Linked DNA regions of Triticum aestivum: region 1 is linked to region 2. Evidence: chromatin contacts called from public Hi-C data. All regions are on one chromosome and are shown on one strand. The core of a region is the stretch at or near the end of the contact, and the rest is flanking DNA. Distances in the headings are between cores, read along the strand shown. Region 1 holds the start of LOC123085861 (zinc finger protein CONSTANS-LIKE 13). Region 2 holds the start of LOC123085859 (bidirectional sugar transporter SWEET16).

Evidence for each region. Hi-C and Micro-C count contacts between places; a contact is called where the count stands out from the background.
Region 1: a Hi-C map of leaf shows a contact between it and region 2, with 4 times the contacts expected there. The contact joins the promoter of LOC123085861 here to the promoter of LOC123085859 in region 2. A contact is called at or near these places in 3 of 5 Hi-C or Micro-C datasets (leaf and root).

The regions. Positions count from the first base shown.
Region 1 is chr4A:215,784,665-215,789,680 of IWGSC CS RefSeq v2.1, forward strand. It overlaps LOC123085861 (zinc finger protein CONSTANS-LIKE 13), which reads left to right and starts at 1,311. Exons shown (of 4, transcript XM_044507574.1): 1 at 1,311-2,075; 2 at 2,167-2,385; 3 at 3,128-3,423; 4 at 3,523-4,002. The coding sequence starts at 1,542. The coding sequence ends at 3,616.
Region 2 is chr4A:215,625,107-215,630,297 of IWGSC CS RefSeq v2.1, forward strand. It overlaps LOC123085859 (bidirectional sugar transporter SWEET16), which reads left to right and starts at 1,548. Exons shown (of 6, transcript XM_044507572.1): 1 at 1,548-1,868; 2 at 1,985-2,021; 3 at 2,134-2,344; 4 at 2,465-2,626; 5 at 5,156-5,191. The coding sequence starts at 1,835.

The sequences.
Region 1 (5,016 bases), core at 61-2,560, 160 kb after region 2:
ATCCACACAGGAGACCAGCGGCCTTGGTCCCCCAACATATGCAACCACGACCAACTGCAGCATGCGCTCGAGATCATCCATCCCCTCCGAGCGCGGCAAGATGCATACCTCCGCCGCCGGGGCAGCGGGCGCGTAGGCGGGCACGATGGGAGGGAAGCTGGGCGCAACCGGCGAGGGCGGCACCCGCGGTGCGTCCTGCCTAGGCTCCATCAGCAAACCCCCCACCCCGGGCAGCAACGCCAGCAGCGACCCTATCCTGGCGACCTTGGGAATCACCACGCGATGAAGCTCGTCTGCCGAGATGGGGCTGCGCGGCCTCTTGCACTGGGAGGAAACATGACCAGAAAGCCCACAAGGAATGCACATGGGGTCGCTCGTGCAATCCTGCTGTCGGTGACCATCCTCGAAACATCTGAAACAGAGACCCCAGAGGTCCGGCGGGATTTGACGCCTCTCAGACGAGATGGGGGAGGCCCGACCATCCTGCACGCCAGCCTCCTGCTGGCGCCGCAGCGCACGCCGGCGACGCCACATCGCCTTACGGGAAGGCCCAGGCTTGTGCCACCCAGCCTCCTGAGCCGGGGCAGCCGGGGCTCCCGGACCAACCACCGCAGCGCCTACAGGGGAGGAGCCTGCCGACCCCGGCGAGCCAGAGAGGCCGAGACCGGACACCACCGGCCTGTCGCGCGGGAAGGCCGACGCGACCGAGGAAGGGCTTCGCGATCCGTCAGACGCCATGGACGAGGCCTCAGAGAAGAGAGGGGGGGAAGGAGGACGAGAGGCGAAGATCCGAGGCCCTCAATGCCGCCTGCAAGGGCGCGTGGACGCCGGGGCCGCAGTGGCCGCCGGCGGGAGGCGTGGACGCCAGGGCCGCAGTGGCCGACGGCGGGGGCGAGGTGGGCAGGCGAGATACAACAGATAGTCACTTTCACAAGGCCAAGGCTAGGCTAGCGATGCCATACTCTTTGGCATTACCTCAGCCGTTGCGTCATGCTCCGCTCGAGACCCGTCCAAGCGGTCCCTTTCCGCCAACGGCCGCATCTCCTGTCGGCTCGACCTGCAAGATCTCGTGAGACAACCCTTTCCTTTCCTTTCCCACCCCCACTCCCGCAGTCGATCGAACCATGGAGAAGCCGCCTTTGTCCGTGCCCGGGCTCGTCGACGCGACGAGACTGCCGCTCCAACACCTGGCCCGCGGCCAGCCTCACGCACGGCGGAGCCCGTCACGTCGCCGGCCTCACAGCACACAGTCATCCAGGCATGACAGAAATATCGGACCGAGCTACGCGAGTGAGTGACGAGGCAGAGGCAGCCTCCTCGCTTTCGAACCATCCCTTTCGCGGTTTACTCCGCCTCTCGTGCTTCTTCTCCCACCTTCTTCTTCTTCTTTTTCCGCAAGCAAGCAAGCAAGCCGTATATGCACGCATTATCTCTTCCACCTCCTCATTCTCTTCTTCTTCTCCTTCTCCTTCTCCTTGTAGGGAGCAGCGCCTACCAAGCTCTTTTCCACCAGTCCATCTTTTCCACCGGTAGTCCATCACATGGACATGGGTCAAGACGAGCGCCAGGATCCAGAGCTGCCGGCCATGGAGAAGGAGCTCTCTGCCGACGCGGTAGCCTGCGACTACTGCAGCGGCCCACAGTCGGTGGTGTACTGCCGGGCCGACAGCGCCAGGCTCTGCCTGCCGTGCGACCGCCACGTGCACGCCGCCAACGCGGTCTGCTCCCGCCACCTGCGCGCTCCGCTCTGCGCCGCATGCCGCGCCACCGGGGCCGTCTTCCGCCACGGCGGCCCCGAATTCCTCTGCTCCAACTGCGACTTCGGGAGGAGCAGGGACGGCGAGCTGCCGCTGCACGACCGCTGTACAGTCCAGGGGTACACGGGACGACCCTCGGCGCACGACCTCGCTGCTCTTCTCGGGGTCCCCGACTTGGACAAGCCCTCGGCCGGCAAAGCCGACGACGGTTGGTGGGCCATCTGGGAGGAGCCCCAGGTGTTCAGCCTGGAGGATCTCATCGTGCCCACCACTTCTTGCCATAGCTTCCAGCCCCTCGTCACGCCGTCCTCGCCCAAGGTACCTGCTCGCTCTCTGCCAAAATTCCCCAGTTTTCTGCTCTTGCTCTGAATTCTCACACCTAGCTCTAACTCATCTGCAAAAGATCCAGAACTCACCCGAAGGAAAGACGAACGATGAGGTCATACGGCAGTTACGTGAGCTCGCGGAGGTGGACATGGGCGGCGGTCAGATAACACCTCGTGAGGAGGCAGAGCAAGCTGCTCATCAGTTGCCTTCCTGGACAGAGTCACAGCACACCACTGGAAATGGCGATTTCGGCACAGATAACAGCCATGAGGTTGCAACCATGCCAACCCCTGGTTATGAGGTACTGCAGTCTATCTGACTAATTTCCCCATGCTGGACGGATGTACTACTGTGAATCTAACGATGATCATTTTTTTCTCCCACTGCAATTACTCATCAACCAAGAAGAATTTTGGCTCAGGTGTTGAGTGTTGACTGAACTTGTATTTAGACAACTTGCGACATATCTACTCAAACGGCAGAGATTAGAAGAGTAGAGATATTCTGCACCATATGTGGCGAAGATATTATCAGCAAGCTTTTCTATTAAGTCATAGCTATGTTGATGATGCATATATTCTTCAGTGTTGTGTCTAATTCTCTGGTATAACAGCTAAGGGTTCTAAAAGATACTCCCTCCGTCCGGGTTTATTAGGCCTCTCTGTATTACAAGCATGTCCCCTTTTATAAGGCCCCGTTTTGAAAAGGTGCATGCATGCAACCATTTTATTGATTACATTGAAAGTCATTGTTGTTAGTGCCATGGCTGGAAAATTAATACACTTCAAGCGTGCTTTTTCATTGGCTGCATGCACGTGAGAGAGTGCATTGAGAGTGAAATGAAAGAATTAATATGAGCAAATTACTATGTGTCTTGGTATAAGAGAAAGTGTCTTTAGGCCTAATAAACCCGGACGAAGGGAAAACCAATATAAAATCTCCAGTGGTTTTTATTTTCTTTCACACATAGTCCTAGCTTACTTGATGATCCATTACCATATTATAGAGTGGTCGGTTAACATGTCCGTTCATCTGTCTGGCAGAACGGCGGATGGAACAACAACGATTGTCATGCCCTAAAAGATGACTGCAAGACCGAGTATGAACAGGAGCAGGCTCCAGCAAACTCAGCTGAAGCATGCTTGTCATTGTTTGTTCAGATGTCAGAACTTTGCCCCAGCATGAGCAATGGTGGCATGATGGACGATAGCCAGCAGGCAAATCCTGGTATTGGCATGCCAATGCAAGCTTTCCCCAAAAGAAGTGGCTTTGATGTTGTTGCTGGCCTTGACCGCGACATTGTCATTTCCCGCTATAAAGAAAAGAGGAGGACAAGGAGGTGAGCTTAGCATATGTTTTGCATGTGAAATTTCTTCCTAAGTGTCGGATTGGGTGCATTCAATGTTGATATCACGTGCATAACCGTATCATTTTGCAGATTTGACAAACAGGTGCGATATGAGTCCCGCAAAGCTCGTGCGGACAGCAGGTTGAGAATCAAGGGCCGTTTTGCAAAGGCAAATCAGAGTTAAGTCTTGACTTTGCAGTATACTATTTTGCATCTTGGACAGAAGGAAGGACACTAATTAGGAGTGAGTGCAGATGATACATAAGGCGTGAACATTTTGTTGGTCTTCAGTTGGGCAGATGTTCATGTACAATCTGAATAATGTACTCCTTCTGTCTTAAAATAAGTGTCTCAAGCTTAGTACAATAAAAATTTGTACTAAACTTGAGACACTTATTTTAGGACGGAGGGAGTACGTTGCAACATATGGGCTATATTAATGTTTTGGGGGGAGTTGTTAGTCCAACCCTTGTATATAGTTTCCATCTATGAACTCTGTGAAAGCTAGTACTACAGGCAAGTGAGAGTGACAGAATGCCATTTTGGCATGATTTAGTGAATTTTGTCTCACCATTGGGTTTTGTTGAGTAAATCATTTTCATGAGTGCTCTATAGTAGTTACCAAATCCTTGGAGCAAATGCTGATGGACATATTGTATTTTCACTGATCTACGGTTTGTTGAAATTGAAGAAAAAAATCAGTAGTAAAACACAAGTCTTGATAATACCAATGTTGAGTATTATGATTATTAGGAAGTATAGGATAGACTGGGACCTATTTGGTCTTGCCTTGTTTTGTACCAAGTTGATCCTGCCTTGGATTTTCTATAATAGCTTGACACAGAACTAGTTAAAAGTTTTAACGGTGGATAAGTTCTTAAAAATCATGAAAAAAATACTGAAACAACACACCTATAATATAACATGATTCAACGAAGGGATTAAAAAAATACGACTGTATGTGTCATGGAAAAAAATAGTTTAGTATATATTTATGTCGTACTGAGCTGAAATGCTTGTTATTTTTGCCGAGAACACATAAATGTATATTTTCACAATCCCTTGTTGGATCATCTTATTACATTAAAGAGACTATCACATATTTATTTCATATTTTTTAAAAACTTTTAACCCGTTAAAAATTTGGCGAGTCTAAACAAGTTTTGTGGCAAGCTATGATAAATACAGTTTTACCTATATATATCATGAGACTCGGACAATAAACATCAATTTCACCAATCCCTGTCTATTTTCTCTAACATGGTATCAGTCTAACCAATCCAAACTCTAACCGCTGTCTCCGCGCTGCCCCGGGACGATGGATCTTCATGATCGCCATAGGAGGGCCACGCCGTCCGTGCCTAGGGTTCGTATGCCGATTCGGTTGATCGGCTGTCCTAGAAAGTCTTTCTCCTGACCCTTTAATCCAGGCTTTTTTCATCTCACCAGTTGTTTAATCCACTTATTCATTTTATTTTTCGATCTAAGATCGATTTGCATCGCCTGCCACCCACTCGTCATTTACATCGCGCCTCTGCTCTGTAACGGGCGGCGACTCCACGGCATTCTCATTGCTACTGGCTG
Region 2 (5,191 bases), core at 298-2,797:
ATACGTATGGGTCATACGGGTTATACGGGGCTTGGATATGGGCTACGGGGCTTGGATATGGGCAGCAGTGGGCCGGAGAAAAAAATAGATGGCGGGGGCAAGAATACCCCTAGAAAATTGAGTTAGGGAGGTGCAAGAAGGCAGCACGAAACAGGTGAGCACCAATTCCCCAAGGTCGCCGGCGAGCTTCCCGGAGCCTCCGGCTGACACCGGCAACGACTAGTGTATGCGGTATCGTGGCGCTGCAGCATAGGAAGATGGCCCATTGGGAAAGAAGACAGGAATGAAGATGGGAGTGGTTGCTTTGAGATTCAGGGATCCACGTGGTGCTCGATGAAATGGGTCGTTCTGTGCGGAGCGTACGACCGGGTCGCATATGATTTTCTTCCATAACACGCATGCCCGCCCACTTCCACGTCAATTCGTTTTGTGAAGGCCCAGATCACCTGACTGCCCCGGTAAAGCGACACCATGTCGACAGACACACATAATCCATGTTATTCGTTTGAAACGGAGCGTCCATGCAGTTAAGCTCACCTGACTTTGGTGTTACTACTGTACTATACTGCTCCTTTGATCGGTTAATATCAGAAAATGGGAAGCGTCCTCCGTTTCAATTTCAACGACAGGATGAGGAAGGAGTAACGTTTGATGACTGGGTGAGACACGTGTCCTTGCTCCCATTACATTAACCGGTCATGTCGACCAGGCCGTGTTCATAACAACATCCGATGCTTGATGCAAGTTGCATGCTTTGGTCCCAAAGCAAAGCATAGGCCTCCCAGTGCGTGTAGCATCTCATTCCGGGCGTGTACCCCACAAAGACAAAAGCAAACGAATTCCTCGGCCAACTGTTACATCTAACTAGCTGCTCTCCGATCTGCTCCGCTAACAGTCCAGTCCGTCCCAGGCGATACGTTTCTACTGCTTTACTTACTTCACCAACCGACGACGACGACGACGACGACGCCGTCACCTCTCGTCTTTCTCTCCTCTCGATCTAGTACTTCCATCTACGAACGAGATGAGATGGCCACACCGGACAGGGACTCGGTGATGGCCACGCCGGAATATCTAAGATTCTTTATCGGCCGGCGTGTAGCCATCGCGCGTACGGTACTTGCTCCCACTTACGCCTCCATGGCCGCAACGTGTCCACTCTCTAGAACGTGTGGTCGACCTCCGATCTGTGTCCCTTCCCATGGTCGACGTCACATTCCCTCGCCTTTCGGCCTCTAGTCTTTGAGTGGCGTCTGGAATTCTGGATCCTGCCAAGCCAACCCTCACTAGCTAAAGCTCCTACTAGCAAGTGAGAGCCCGAGCGTGCAAAGGCTGATGGCACCTTGGTAGTGATCCAGTCCACTTCTTGCGGCCGACAAGGCGGAATCGGATATCCACAGCGCTCAATTAACGAACCAGCTACGTCGGAAATGGTTATCTGCACTACCGGCTGCTTACCTACGGCCAACAAAAAGCCAGGCCTTTTTTTTGAGAGAGAGAGAACAAAAAGCCAGGCCTTGTGGCCAGGAAACTAATAGGAGAAATCTTGAGGTCAAGAAAGTGCCCCGGATGGATTTCACCGCTCCGTAGCACGCCACGTCTGTCTACCGACCGGCCGGCCGGCCTATGTCAGTCTATGTGTGGCCCCTCTGCAGATCCGGCACTGTGAAATCTGAGGAATGCGTGCTTATGGGACAAGATCCTAGTAGTACAACCAAACACTTGAGGCTGTCCACCAGTGCTCTATCTATCTATATATATATATGGTCATCTATGTCTATGTGAGAGACGTAGCTAGCTTGCCATCAATTTGTACCTCCCGGCTCTTACACCAATGGCCGATCCAAGCTTCTTCGTCGGAATCGTTGGTCAGTTCTCTTTCTCCTGCTTAAATTCAATGGCCGATCCAAGCTTCTTCATGCATACATCCTCTTGCTTAAATGCCCACTGCTCTCAGCATCACTCTCTTTCTTTTCCGCAACAGGGAACATAATCTCCATACTCGTCTTCACATCTCCAATGTGAGTTCAGCCAGCAATTCCGACTATATGTATAAGCGCTCGCGGTTTACCAATTCTTGCGCGATCCAGAAGCTGATGCTGATGCTGTATGTGTTTTGCTTGCATGATTCAGTGCGACTTTCCGGAGGGTCGTGCGGAACAAGAGCACGGAGGAGTTCCGGTGGCTGCCCTACGTCACCACCCTCCTCTGCACCTCCCTCTGGGCCTTCTATGGCCTCCTCAAGCCCGGCGGCCTCCTCATCATCACCGTCAACGCCGCCGGCGCCGCTCTGCAGGCCACCTACGTCGCCCTCTACCTGGCCTATGCCCCCAGGGACACCAAGGTGCGTCCATCCCTCTGCGCCCTTCACAAACCCGTTTTCAGCTAGCAGCGCTGCTGTGACCTTCTCAACATGGCCAGATGGAACCCGGGCGGATCTGAACTGTGGATAACTAATTTGCAGGTGAAGATGGCGAAGGTGGTGGTGGGAGTGAACATCTGCTTCTTTGCCGCGGTCGTCGTGGTGGGGCTGGTGGCGCTGCACGGCGCCGTCCGGCTGTTCGCGGTGGGGGTTCTCTGCTCCGCTCTCACCATCGCAATGTATGCTGCGCCCATGGTCGCAATGGTTAGTAACAAGCTCGATCATCTCTTCAGTTCTACCACCACCAAAATCTTGGTCTTTTCTTTTCTTTTCGGAACTGTCTCCCTCACGGCAGCGTTCCTTTCAAGCAGAAGTTAATTTTATTTTTTTGCGGGGACAAGCAGAAGTAACTTTAACTAGGGCAAAGTCATTTCCCATCATATTTTTCAATTCTCAAATGTCTGAAATTTTGGAAGTCTCTGTCACCTAAAACCACACTCTCCCAAATCTGAATCGCAGTTTGAAACTGTGTACCTTTTGCAAAATGTCAGTGTTTTCTTCGATTTTATAGCAGTAGGTGTAACTCTCCCAAATCTGTCATTAAGCAGTAGGTGTTGGTCTGATGTCGTTTTCTTGGATTTATAGCAGAAGCAATATTATAAAAGCGAAAGCTTCGCTTGAGCACAACTTCTCACCTATTTGGACGTAATATTAAATGATGTGTGTAGGGCATATCTAGATGTGCTATAGTTATTGCACATCTAAATGAGTGAATCAAGCATAAAAGAAAAAAAGAAAAAAAATCCACACGAATCTCAACGTAAGATCAATGACATAGGATTTAAATGTGCAATATTTATGGCACATCTAGATGTGCTTTAGCAAAACTGAATATTAAACTAGTTTAATTTTATTCTTAATTTATGTTTAAACTGTTTGAAATGGATGGGTATTTACGAAACATGGTTGGATGGCGTGGTACCCATACACGTTCAAACGTACTAGTATTTGCGGATATTTGGAGGCGTCAGTTTGATAACCGCCATCATTCTAGATTTTCATTCACACATGATGTCCATGCCTTCTTTCTAGAATTTCATTCCCCATCAAAATGCATATCTAGATTTTGATTCCTGGACTTGCAGTAATTTCGAATTAAGTCTCGTCATGTGCGGCGTGAGTCACGACACACAGTCTATCCGTATTTGTATGTAACGACGTGACATGACATGATCACCCGCGTCACAAACGGATCAGGCCCTGCGTCGCCCCCCGCTCAGGCGACTCGAGTAGCTCTCCAACCCTAGCCGCCATCGGGGCCTAGCCCATCTTTCTCCCCTCCTCCCGCCGCCGCCGGCTTGCGCCCGAAGGCCGACGGCGGTGGCGGGAGCTCTTCCTCCCTCCCGCGTCTCAGGGATGGCGGGGCCCCAACATGCGTGGAGGTGCGGCCGATCTAGAAGCGACGGCGGCGGCGGTCAGCCCTGCCTTGGACCATGGGCGGCTACTGCGGTGGCGGGCCTAGATCGGGCGGCGGCGCGATGCGGTCTTCGGCGGCATGTCAATTGGCTTTAGATCAGCGGCGGCGTCGAGGGCTTGATGGACTGCTTGGCGGCATCCATAGCAGATCTGTTCTGGCCGGTGTAGCCAGTGGTGGTCGCCATCTTCTTCGTCGGCGGTGGCCGGCCAGAAGCTTGGTGATTGGATTTCGAGATCCATCATCTAGTTCCGACTGCGAGTTGGGGAGACATGGTTGACGGTGAAAACCGAGCCGACGGCAGGCGATGGCGGCACGTCGTTACCTTGATGAAGGCATCGCCGCGTAACTACTGTCGACCCACTCGTGTTGCTCCGGGGGAAACCCTAGGATCTGGTGTTTCAGATCGGACGATGGCGGCACTGCGGTGTTGTTTCTCCCTTGGAAGCATCGTTTGTGGAGCAGCGTTGGAAGTCAGAGGAGGGAGGTGGAGCGGCTTCGTCTTGCATGGAGTTTCGGTGGAGATGTCAAGTCATGCCTGACCGACAGGTGCTACGCTTTGTCATGCCTGGTCGGCAGGTGCTACGCACGACAGATCTTCCAAGGACTTCAAACTCTGTCGGCTGATGGTACTTGGTAGCATGGCGCTGAGGTGTATCAGTGGCGACCGCTGTTTGCGCGCAGGGAGGGGGTGCCATTGGGCGCCGTGGTGGCGTCGACGATGGCTAGACCGAGCAAGGTTGATGCATCAGTATAGTTCTGAAGATGGAGCGGTGGCAGTTGCTGGCAGCGGCCTCTGAGAGCACGCGCGGACCAGTGTGTGCCCCAGCCCCGGCAAGTGGCTAGGTTGGGGCTTAGGTCTTAGATGTTAGGCTTGGCTACGATGTCTGTTTGGTATTAGGCCCAGGCTATCTACGCCCCTTCATCAACTGGATAGGTGTAGCGACAGTTTGTTGCTTAAACGACGGCTTTAATCTTACTGTTGTATCATTTTGTAAGGTCTTGTGAAAATAATTAATAAAGTGGTTGTATGCATCGTCCAGACGCAGAGGACGGGGTCATCATCCTTCTCTAAAAAAAATGACATGATCACCCCGCAGGCCACAGTTGGTACGTGGTGACCATTAATACGTGTTTCAGATGCCTTAACTGGTTCGGTTTCTCATCGCACTCAAGCCTCTCGGGAGAAAAGAGAAGGTTTTTTGTTTGCCACGTAGTTCTCGATTACCCAAATGCACTCACTGGCAGTATGTTGAGAAGCGCTTACAAGTGAGCGATTGAAAACTTTATCCGCCGTGAATTAATTGATATGCATGCAGAGGACAGTGGTGAAGACCCGGAGCGTGGAGTACATG